Regions from separate parts of the Mus musculus genome. Here region 2 is linked to region 1. The links are chromatin contacts, called in public promoter capture Hi-C maps. All regions are on one chromosome and are shown on one strand. Each heading gives the region's core, a stretch centred on a gene start, on an enhancer-like site or on the middle of the called end of the contact. The rest is flanking DNA. Distances are from core to core; before and after follow the strand shown.

Region 1 (4,828 bases), core at 811-3,310:
ACGAATACTTCCCAGAGGCTGGAGAAATGGCTTAGTGGTTAAGAGCACTGACTGCTCTTCCAGAGGTCCTGAGTTCAATTCCCAGCAACCACATGGTGGCTCCCAGACATCTGTAATGGGATCTGATGCCCTCTTCTGGTGTGTCTGGAGAGAGCAACCGTGTACTCACATAATATATATATACATATATATACATATATACATATACATATACATATATATATATTTACATATATATATATATATATATATTTAAAAAAAAACGCTCCCCAATCATCTCTGATTGGGTAATAACAAGCTGACCAGCCTGTGGCTGAGCAGAGGAGATAGGAAGGCTGGACTTCTGATCTCAGCCAGGTAGAGAGAGAAGGAAGAGAGGGACAAGAAGACCAATGTTTGCCATGAGGTTGATATGAAAGAGCAGTCATGAGGACACACATGGACCAGAGTGAGCCAGGGGAAGACCAGATTGGCATGTTAACAGGGCATTTGTCTGGGTATTATCAGCCTTAGAGGGTTAGAATAGCCCAGAATGGTCCAGCTTAGGCTTGCTTCTTGTTATTAAACTTAATAGTTCTTTGTGTCAGCTATTTGGGAGCCAGAACGGGAACAGATGAGTTCTACACTTAGGTATGTAACAGAATTTGTAACTCACGTCACATTAGCTATTGCCAGTTTACTTCATAGCATAAGATAACTAAACCTTCAGTGGGAAAACAGTAAATAAAAAGTTTCTACTGTAACTTGCTGTATACTGTTGGGTGGTAAAGTAAATACACACTCAAATTTTGACAAGATTCATAAGTCTTTGCTTTCCCTTAACACATTTAATTTCTGATTATCAGCAATAATCAATTATAATAAAATTTTGATGTTTTTGGTAGCCCCCAGGTACAGGTTGAGAATTCCAGCCTTAGCAACTTAACAAGTCACACTCCTCTCAATCTACCTATATGTATTTAAATATTTTAAAAGATGTATTACATTTATATTTACATGTTTTGCCTGCATGTATGACTGTGCATTACCTAGGTGTAGTGCCCCCAGAGGCCAGAATAAGGAGCCAGATCCTCTGACCTGGTGCTGCAAACTGAAAGAGGAACCTACAATAGCAGCAAGTGCTCTTAACTACTGAGCCACCTCTCCAGCTCCTTTTGCATCTTTCCAAGGAGTAACTTACAGAAAAGCATAATAAAATCATAAGCAGTAATACATGGATGTAGACTACCACACTAACTTTTTAAATTTGCTTTTCAAAAGTAAAAATACAATTTTGTATTATGTAGCCCTGGCTGACTTGGAACTCAAAATGTAGACCACGCTGGCCTCAAACTCTGAGATCCACCTGTCAGTGCCTCCTGAGTACTAGTATTAAAGGTACACAGCACTACACCCAGAGAATATACATTTATAAATGCCTATTGTACTCATTTCCTGCTCCTGTCTGCTGGAAATACCTTTAAGGACTGCCTGCCATCATTTTGTTATTGGGATACAACGGTGATTTTCAGTTTACGACTATTATATCAGCTAGAGATAACTATTAAGCAAGTACTTTGGGCGACAGGTCCTAAAGTAAAATTAAGGGGCACAGGGGAGGGAATCCCTTTTATTGCATTTCCTTGAGCAGCCTTCGGAATTGAACTTTGTCTACCTGTGTAGCTCTTGTGTGTTTATGTCGAAGCCCTTTCTCCAGCTTCCTAGGCACTTCTGGGGTATTTCCACTTCGTTTTAGTTTTATTACAAATATTCTCCCTGATGACAGCATTTCTAGTTCCGCACCCAGAAGGCCAAAATCCTGGAAAGCCAGGTTCCCAAGTTCCCTCCGCTTGGGTTTTACTCGAAGGCGGTTGTTTCCGGTACTGAGCAGGCATGCGCACGCGCACCACGCCTATCCAAGCAGCGCCACAGAAAGGCTCTTCCCAGGGACCGAAGAAGACGAGAGGGCCTGTTGTGACGGAGAACTACATTTCCCAAAGTTCAATGCGAGAAATTGCCGGCGGCGATTGGGGGCATCGGGTTGCGGAGTCTTCTGCCCGCTTTGGACTACACTTCCCGACACGACTCGCGAGGCGTTGCCAGCTGCGGGCCGAGGGCGAGTTGACGCGGGAGCTCAGGACGTGAGGCATGAGCGGCGCCCTCCCTCGGCCCGTGCGTGTCCTGCTCCCTACCCGCGCGAGGGTCGCGCGGCACCGGGCCTAGCGGCGGGCATCGGCGTTCTCAGGGGCAGGTGCAGCCGCACGGGCGCCAGGGAGGGCAGCTGCCACCATGGAGGTGAGCGGGCCGGAAGACGACCCCTTCCTGTCGCAGTTGCACCAGGTGCAGTGCCCAGTGTGCCAGCAGATGATGCCCGCCGCGCACATCAATTCGCACCTGGACCGCTGCCTGCTGCTGCACCCTGCGGGGCACGCGGAGCCAGCGGCCGGCTCTCACCGCGCTGGGGAGCGGGCCAAGGGGCCCTCGCCACCCGGCGCCAAGAGGCGTCGACTGTCGGAGAGCTCGGCGCTGAAGCAGCCCGCCACCCCGACGGCGGCCGAAAGCAGCGAAGGCGAGGGCGAGGAGGGCGATGACGGCGGCGAGACCGAGAGCCGTGAGAGCTACGACGCACCGCCCACGCCCAGCGGTGCGCGCCTTATCCCGGACTTCCCGGTGGCCCGCTCCAGCAGCCCCGCCAGAAAGGGTATGGGGAAGAGACCAGCGGCTGCAGCCGCCGCAGGCAGCGCATCCCCGCGCAGCTGGGATGAGGCGGAGGCGCAGGAGGAGGAGGAGGCGGGGGTGGACGGCGATGGCGACGCGGACGTGGACGGTGAGGACGATCCCGGGCACTGGGATGCGGACGCCGCCGACGCCTCGTTCGGAGTCAGCGCGGGCCGCGCGCATCCCCGGGCGCTGGCGGCGGAGGAGATCCGACAGATGCTGGAGGGCAAGCCGCTGGCTGACAAGATGCGTCCAGACACGCTGCAGGACTACATCGGGCAGAGTAGGGCCGTAGGGCAGGAGACTCTGCTCCGCTCGCTACTGGAGGCCAATGAGATCCCTTCGCTCATCTTGTGGGGCCCGCCAGGTTGCGGTAAGGTGAGTGCTGCTCTTGCTGTTTTTGCCAAGGGCCGCGGAGGTATTCTGAGCCGGGTGCGGTCCTTAGATTCCGGACCCCTCCTCTGGAGAGGGAGGCCTGGGGGCGCGGTCCTGATGCGTGAGCGGAGTTTGTAATACGCAAGCAAGCATGCCATTTCCCCAGATTCCCCAGACCCCTTGTTGGGCGTTTTTCACAAGAAAATGCCCAATTTTCTTGGTTTATGCAGAGATGTGGACAGAGATTTGAGCTATCTTTGTGGTCATATCCATGATTTTTAGTGACCCAATTCCAGGCAGGGGACATGCTGCAAACATTGGGGAAGAAACATTTTGTATGCTCCATTTGTTGTGGAAAACTAATTAAATTTTTTCTATTATACTTGACCCCCTCTCCCACTAATTGGCTTATTCTAACTGGTTTTTGGAACTAATAGAAGTCTCTCTTCTGTGATTCGTTTTCAACAGGCATTTCCATAACTTTCCCATACCAACTGCTGCTTGAGAAAAGCATCAATGTTCTGTTTTAGCCACAGCCAGAGGAGACTGGTTAGAATACCGTGGGTTTAGAGAACAGGTCACTGGAAGAATACTTGAGAAAATGTGGTGAAGTGACAGTCCTGCTCATAGGATACCCGGACCGTCCTGTGGACAGTCAGGAAAGGGCCCAGGATTATAAAGAGCTCTTCTCAATTTACGGTTCAGACTGCTTCATTCACAAGCACATTCCTGATGCTTATCCTGTTTTCCTTTGCAGCTCCTCTCAGCCACACCTCTTTATTTGCTGGAATACATCATTCCTTTTGTGTCTGCTTGTACTCATGTTCTCTCTGGCCAAGCATAAATCACATGTACCCAGATAACATTTTTTTTTTAAGCCCAGGCCCTTGCACTCTACTCCACCATTGAGCTACACTTCCAGCTCTCAAAATAACATGCTGATTGCTTAGGGTGCTGACTGTTAGCATCTTGCCCACTCCTCCAAGATTTAATGGTAGTTACTCCATTTAGGGGTTCGGTCAGTAGCATTGGTAGCAATTCTGACATCTGTGTTACGACATGGAAATAGTCAGCTATTGATGCTTGTAAGCTTTGAAAAGGTCTGCAGGGAAATGACTGGTGAGTCATGGAGAATTGAGTACAAGAGATTTACTAGGCCAAGGCTTCTCAGTGAGGCATGTGGTGATAGTTACAAGCCTATATGATGGGGGAGCCTAATTCCAAAAGGCACAGGTAAGCTGGGATTTATTACCAGGCCGCCAGTGTCTAGTAACACTCAACTGTACAATTTCCAGAAAATAAAGTACTACCTTTCTATTCAGGGATAATTTGTCATTCGGCAAGCAACCTTCTCTCTCTCTCTTATTTTTTTCTTCCCATTTTAAATATTGAATTGCTAACAGTAGTATTAGTAGTGTCAAATACACATTTATTGAGCGGTGCCAGATATTGAATTAAGAGTTTTCTTGAGGGCCTGAAAGGTAGCTCAGTAGTTAAGAGCACAGACTACTCTGCCAGAGGACCCAGGTTCAATTCCTAGCACCCACATGGTGCTAAGCACCTGTAACTGCAGTTCCAGGGGATCCAGTGCCGCCTTCCAGGAGAGCTGACAGCCTCTCTTCTGACCTTCCAGGGCAAGAGACACACACATAGTGTAGACATTCATGCTGGCAAAACACTCTTATTGCATAAAACAAATTATTATTATTTTTTAAAAAGGTTTTCTTGAGTCTTTCCTTTGTTTTCTAAGTACTAA
Region 2 (4,828 bases), core at 1,086-3,585, 280 kb after region 1:
CCACAGGTTCACTGAAAATGAAAAATCATAACTAAGTTATTAGTGAAATTTTGTATAGATAAACACAGTCAATATTTTATCTTCTGTTCTAGCACCTAAAATAAATCATTAGTTCCCTTTTTATGACTTTTGGTTAATTGCTTTGCAACCTTTTGGAATGTGCTCTGAGTAGTAGAAAGTCTGGTTACTATCTAGAAGCAATTCACTGGGGATGCATGGGAGACTGACAGAGTTCTCATTGCAGTTTTGACTATCAGAAAAACACCTAATAGCAGCCCTACTATAAAAGACCTTAATAAATACTGATATAAATTCTTATAGGATCATCATTATGAATTAAGAAGTCATCCATTTGTCTATATAGCATCATTACAAGATAGTACATTTTTGTAGATCTACAGTGATCTGCTCAAAATAGGTAGGCTAATACCTAGCGATTGTTATATATGTTTAATAATAACAGGAAAAGCATATTAATAACAGGAATCTTTCCTAAAATTATTTTCTCCTGCACCTTGCCTATTGGAATTCTGATGTAGAGGTCAGTCTAAGGTGGTCCTCTCAGGAAGATCACCTGCTAGTTATTTGCTTGTCCTAAGATGGATCCTGACATTCTGGACAATTTATGAACGTCTTCTGACATAGATTGGATATAATATACCCACTACATCATGAGCGTCATACTTGCCACCTCTGCCGCCACATCCAGCTATATTTTTACTGACTATGGTATCACTGCCAATAGCCTGGACACCTGGTCAGTGTGGCAGCTGAATGAATGGACTGTCTAAAGATCCTTGGGTGGGAACAAGGACTCAATGGAAACAACTTGATGTCTAATGGGGACATATACTGGTTATTTGAGTGGAGATTGGGAATTCATGACCAGCCTTAAAAGAACAATGTTGTTCTTTTAAGATCTTAGGGGACTTCCTTCGCTGGGAACAGTAATTTTCCTTCCATGACACTGAACTCACTCCCATGCAACATGTTAAGTCTGCATACTATGTACTCTCTCATCAATGGCTTTATTGAAGGAGAGAACATGGCTCCAACAGGAACTGAAGATGGTACATCAAATGACCTGCTAGTGGGATGACACTATTTGACTAGGGCGCATGCACATCAAACCCTGCACTTGCAGCAGAAGGAAGTGCCCTGCAGCAGTGCTGAGGGACAATAAGCTTGGCTGTAGAGCTGGACAGGACAGCTTCCTGACTACCATGCTTTGGTGTGCCAGCCATTCTTCCACCTCTGCTCTTTAGAGCACACATCTTGGGGTTGCTTGTAGCTCTGTTCTTCCAGTGGCCCAAATGGGAGCTCTGACCCTGCCTTGGTGAAGAAGCCTCCTCTGACGCCTTCCTTTAAGGAATACCAATGGTGGCTAAAAGAAACAGGGATTCCAGATGCTCAGTCCACTCAGTACTAGCAGGGCCACCTGATCATTCATGGTAATGGGAGACACTACCAGAACTGTCAGGTTTGTACAGAATGTGATTACCCTTACTGGGCTGCAGTGGTCAGTAAAGTGAATGAGATGAGGTCATGTTCCATGTGGGATAAACATGGTTAGTAGACTGCACCAGGTGATGGGGGAAAGGAGAGAAAAAGATGTGAGAGGGGAGGGGACCAGGAGAAGGGACCAAGAGCGAAGAGAATCAAGATAGCCAAGAGAGCAAATGGCCAAAAATGGCAGGGTTACATAGGAAAGAGAAGCTTGCAGAAGAGTAGCCAGGGCCCCAGGGAGGAGATGTTTAGTTCAGGGGAGAGGTGAGAAAAACTGAGAAGAGCTACAGGTACTGATGGAAGATAGAAGCCAGAATGAATTTTGGTGTGCTAATAGGTACCACAGTTAGCCAGTTGCTTCTTTGGAACCCAACATAAAGGACTTTTTTTCCTCCTCCTCCTCCTCCTCCTCCTCTTCCTCTTCCTCTTCCTCCTCCTCCTCTTCCTTCTCTCTCTCTCTCTCTCTCTCTCTCTCTCTCTCTCATACATAGGTGTAGCTAGAAACTGGAGCACTGTGACCTTATTCAAGGGGCCACAAAGGTGCCTCTACACCCCCATGCACACACCTTACAAAAAAGGATCTCTAGCATTTTTGCAGTCTTTCAGTGGAATTCAAAAAGGAATCATTTGATTGGTAATGAGAATGTTTTTCCTCTCGGCTTTTCACAGCTCAGGAAGGAGTAATTTATCAAGTACTCTGCTTGGAGAAGTAGAGCATAGCCTGGAATGGAGGAACATGGATCCCTGTGGGCGCTTGCAATCTTCTGCTTTCATTTTGTCAGTCATGCAAGCACAGTTTTAAGTACTCACCAGGGGAGAAAAAGCTCTCTTCCCAGCTTGTGCTTGCCAGTAAGACACTCTCCTTTCAGAGTCAAGGCTGCAGCTGGCCTTGGGAGCTTCTTCCTAGGTCTCTAGCAAGTGGAGCCAGAGCTGCTACAGAGGAGGTAAGGGCCATGGGCAGCATCCCAGGAAGGTGGTTGGCAAGAGGGTGGGAGACCTCTCTGCACGTCCTCCTGGGACCTGCATGCTCTCCCCATGCCTCACCCTCACCCTAGTTGTGACACCAGACCAAGAAAGGCGATGTGGTTCCCCAGCCACATCCAAAGCCAAGCCTTTGGCCAGAGGAAGGAAGGCTGTCCCAGTCATGGTTTTGCTTTTGTTTTTCCCCTCAGCTTGCTTTTTGAACCTCTATCTGAGAGGACAGTGCCCTGCTGCTCCATAGCTTCAATCCTGGCTGCAGGGATGGAGGTTGGGAAGGAAGCTGGTGAGATCCTAGATCCTCAAAAATGATAACTGGATGTAGCCCTGGTAGCTAAACATCCACAGATACACAGCTGTGAATGGCCTGTACTTGGACAAACTGGAGTTCTGAGTTTAGGATCCAGATGGATTAGGAGTGAGTCCCAAGCAGGACTTGCTTACCCACTTCAGGGACCAGCTTCCTTCCAAATAGACACAGGAGAGTGTCTCTCTTCCCTGTCACCCATAGCCTGACTAGGGAGAGTGAGTGGCAAACCCAAATTTGCATATTTCATTCCAGCTGAGACTAAAGCCTTGACCTCAGGCATGGAGGACTGTAACCACTGAGAACTAATATGATAACATTGTTATCTTACGAGAATTCTCCTGTATGCAGAGTAGGTCCATATGGTTTTCTGGATTCATTGCACAGATGAATTCGAACCTGACATCCCACAGGGAGAGAGATGTGTGAGCTCCAGACAGAAGGCTGTGTAGTGTGGGCACTGTGCCAGGACCACCAGCATAATTTCTCCTAAGACACACCTGTCTAGAAAGTTAGAGCCATAAGACAACCTTGGCCCTGGGCCATGTCACTGCTCATATCTGGCCCCAGCTTTGTGTGCCTAGAGGAGTATTCTTGCCTCTTTGGAAAAATTGGAGGGAGCCGGATTAACCTACTGCAGGTGCTAGGGGTGGGTGGCAAAGCTGTGATAGGTGTTGGTAGTGTTGTAGCTGGCAAAGCTGATCTCCTGTCTGTTGCAGCCTTCACCATGGAGCAGCTGAGTTCAGCGAACACCCTCTTCACCTTGGAGCTGTTCCACACACTGAAGGAAAGCAGCCCCACAGGAAACATCTTCTTCTCTCCATTTAGTATTTCTTCTTCCTTGGCCATGGTCTTTCTGGGAGCCAAAGGCAGCACTGCAGCCCAGCTCTCTAAGGTTAGCAGAGGCCAAACTGGCCAGCTCTCCCTGCCATATCTCTGCTGACATGGTGCAGTCAGACTTTCACAAAAGCCCTCCCCTCCTCCTAATCCCTCTGCTCCTTCCATCACTGCCCGCACCACCCCAACCCCCCAAAAACCTTCAGTTATTCATTCACCGGCAGCTTCGAGTGAACATAGGGTAGTGTCTCTGTTCACTTGGGGAAACAGAGTGAAGAAAAACAAGGACAAGACCTGTGGGCTTTGAGTGCCTCCTACTTCCATGAGTAAATTGTGTAAGCCCTGCACTTCCTCAGAGCTATGGGTTTCCTGTTTTCCTTTTTGAATGGATCATCACTGTTTATGAAACATGCCTGTAATTCAGTGTCTGTTAGCAATTCCTCTAGGCTCTGCCCAACAGTTGCCTAGCAACAGCCAGATTTGGAGCCTGGCTCCAGTGTAAATCTGTTGGGCTCTTGGCTCTTGTGCCCTCTCCCTCTCCCTCTCCCTCTCCCTCTCCCTCTCCCTCTCCCTCTCCCTCTCCCTCTCCCTCTCCCTCTCCCTCTCCCTCTCCCTCTCCCTCTCTTTCCCTCTCCCTCTCCCCACCTCTCTGTCTCTCTTTACAGTGTCTCTTCCCCTTTCTTTCTCTCATCTCTCTCTTTCTGTCCTTCTCTGTCCCTCTTTTTCTCTGCCTCTACCTCTTTCCAAATCTCCCATCTGCTCCCTGGCTCCCTTCCCCCCTACACTCCCTTTTTTATTAGGATTGTCACATGGCTAATACCTACTGGGGAACATATTGACAGGGATTGCTGCCACTCTTTTATAAAACATAACAATGCTAACTTCAGGCATATAGATATGGGAACAAGCTACAGGAGGCAGCTTGGTGGTGGTACCCATTGTAGGGACAAGGTAAAAGATAGCCATTTGTCTGTGTTTCCAGGCTTAACCCTGTGCCTTTCTCCAGCCTGATTTGACTGGCTGTGGGTCTGCAGGATTAGCAATGGGAAAGTAAAAGTGGCCTGGTCAACAGAACCTACATCCTCTCACCCCACCCCTGGGAGACAACAGGTCACCTTTGCCCCCCTCCCCATTCTTCCTTAATGGGTGTGGGGTGCTCTCGGTGTTCCTTAATTCTGAGAGGACAATTCTTGCCACCTT

The links. Promoter capture Hi-C pulls out the DNA fragments that hold promoters and counts their contacts.
Region 2: a contact with region 1 is called in a promoter capture Hi-C map of pre-B cells, with 5 times the contacts expected there. The contact joins the promoter of Serpinb1b here to the promoter of Wrnip1 in region 1. A contact is called at or near these places in 14 of 39 promoter capture datasets (3T3-L1-derived adipocytes, the C10 cell line, the HPC-7 cell line and 10 more), 2 of 484 Hi-C or Micro-C datasets (CD8 central memory T cells and Th1 cells), 4 of 115 datasets of contacts at active chromatin or transcription factors (effector CD8 T cells, epiblast stem cells, memory CD8 T cells and 1 more) and 2 of 9 other capture datasets (adipose tissue and liver).

The regions. Positions count from the first base shown.
Region 1 is chr13:32,799,970-32,804,797 of GRCm38.p6, forward strand. Wrnip1 (Werner helicase interacting protein 1) reads left to right here and starts at 2,061. Exons shown (of 7, transcript NM_030215.3): 1 at 2,061-3,075. The coding sequence starts at 2,269. It also overlaps a transcript of Mylk4 not described here.
Region 2 is chr13:33,081,768-33,086,595 of GRCm38.p6, forward strand. It overlaps Serpinb1b (serine (or cysteine) peptidase inhibitor, clade B, member 1b), which reads left to right and starts at 2,336. Exons shown (of 7, transcript NM_173052.2): 1 at 2,336-2,450; 2 at 3,511-3,686. The coding sequence starts at 3,519.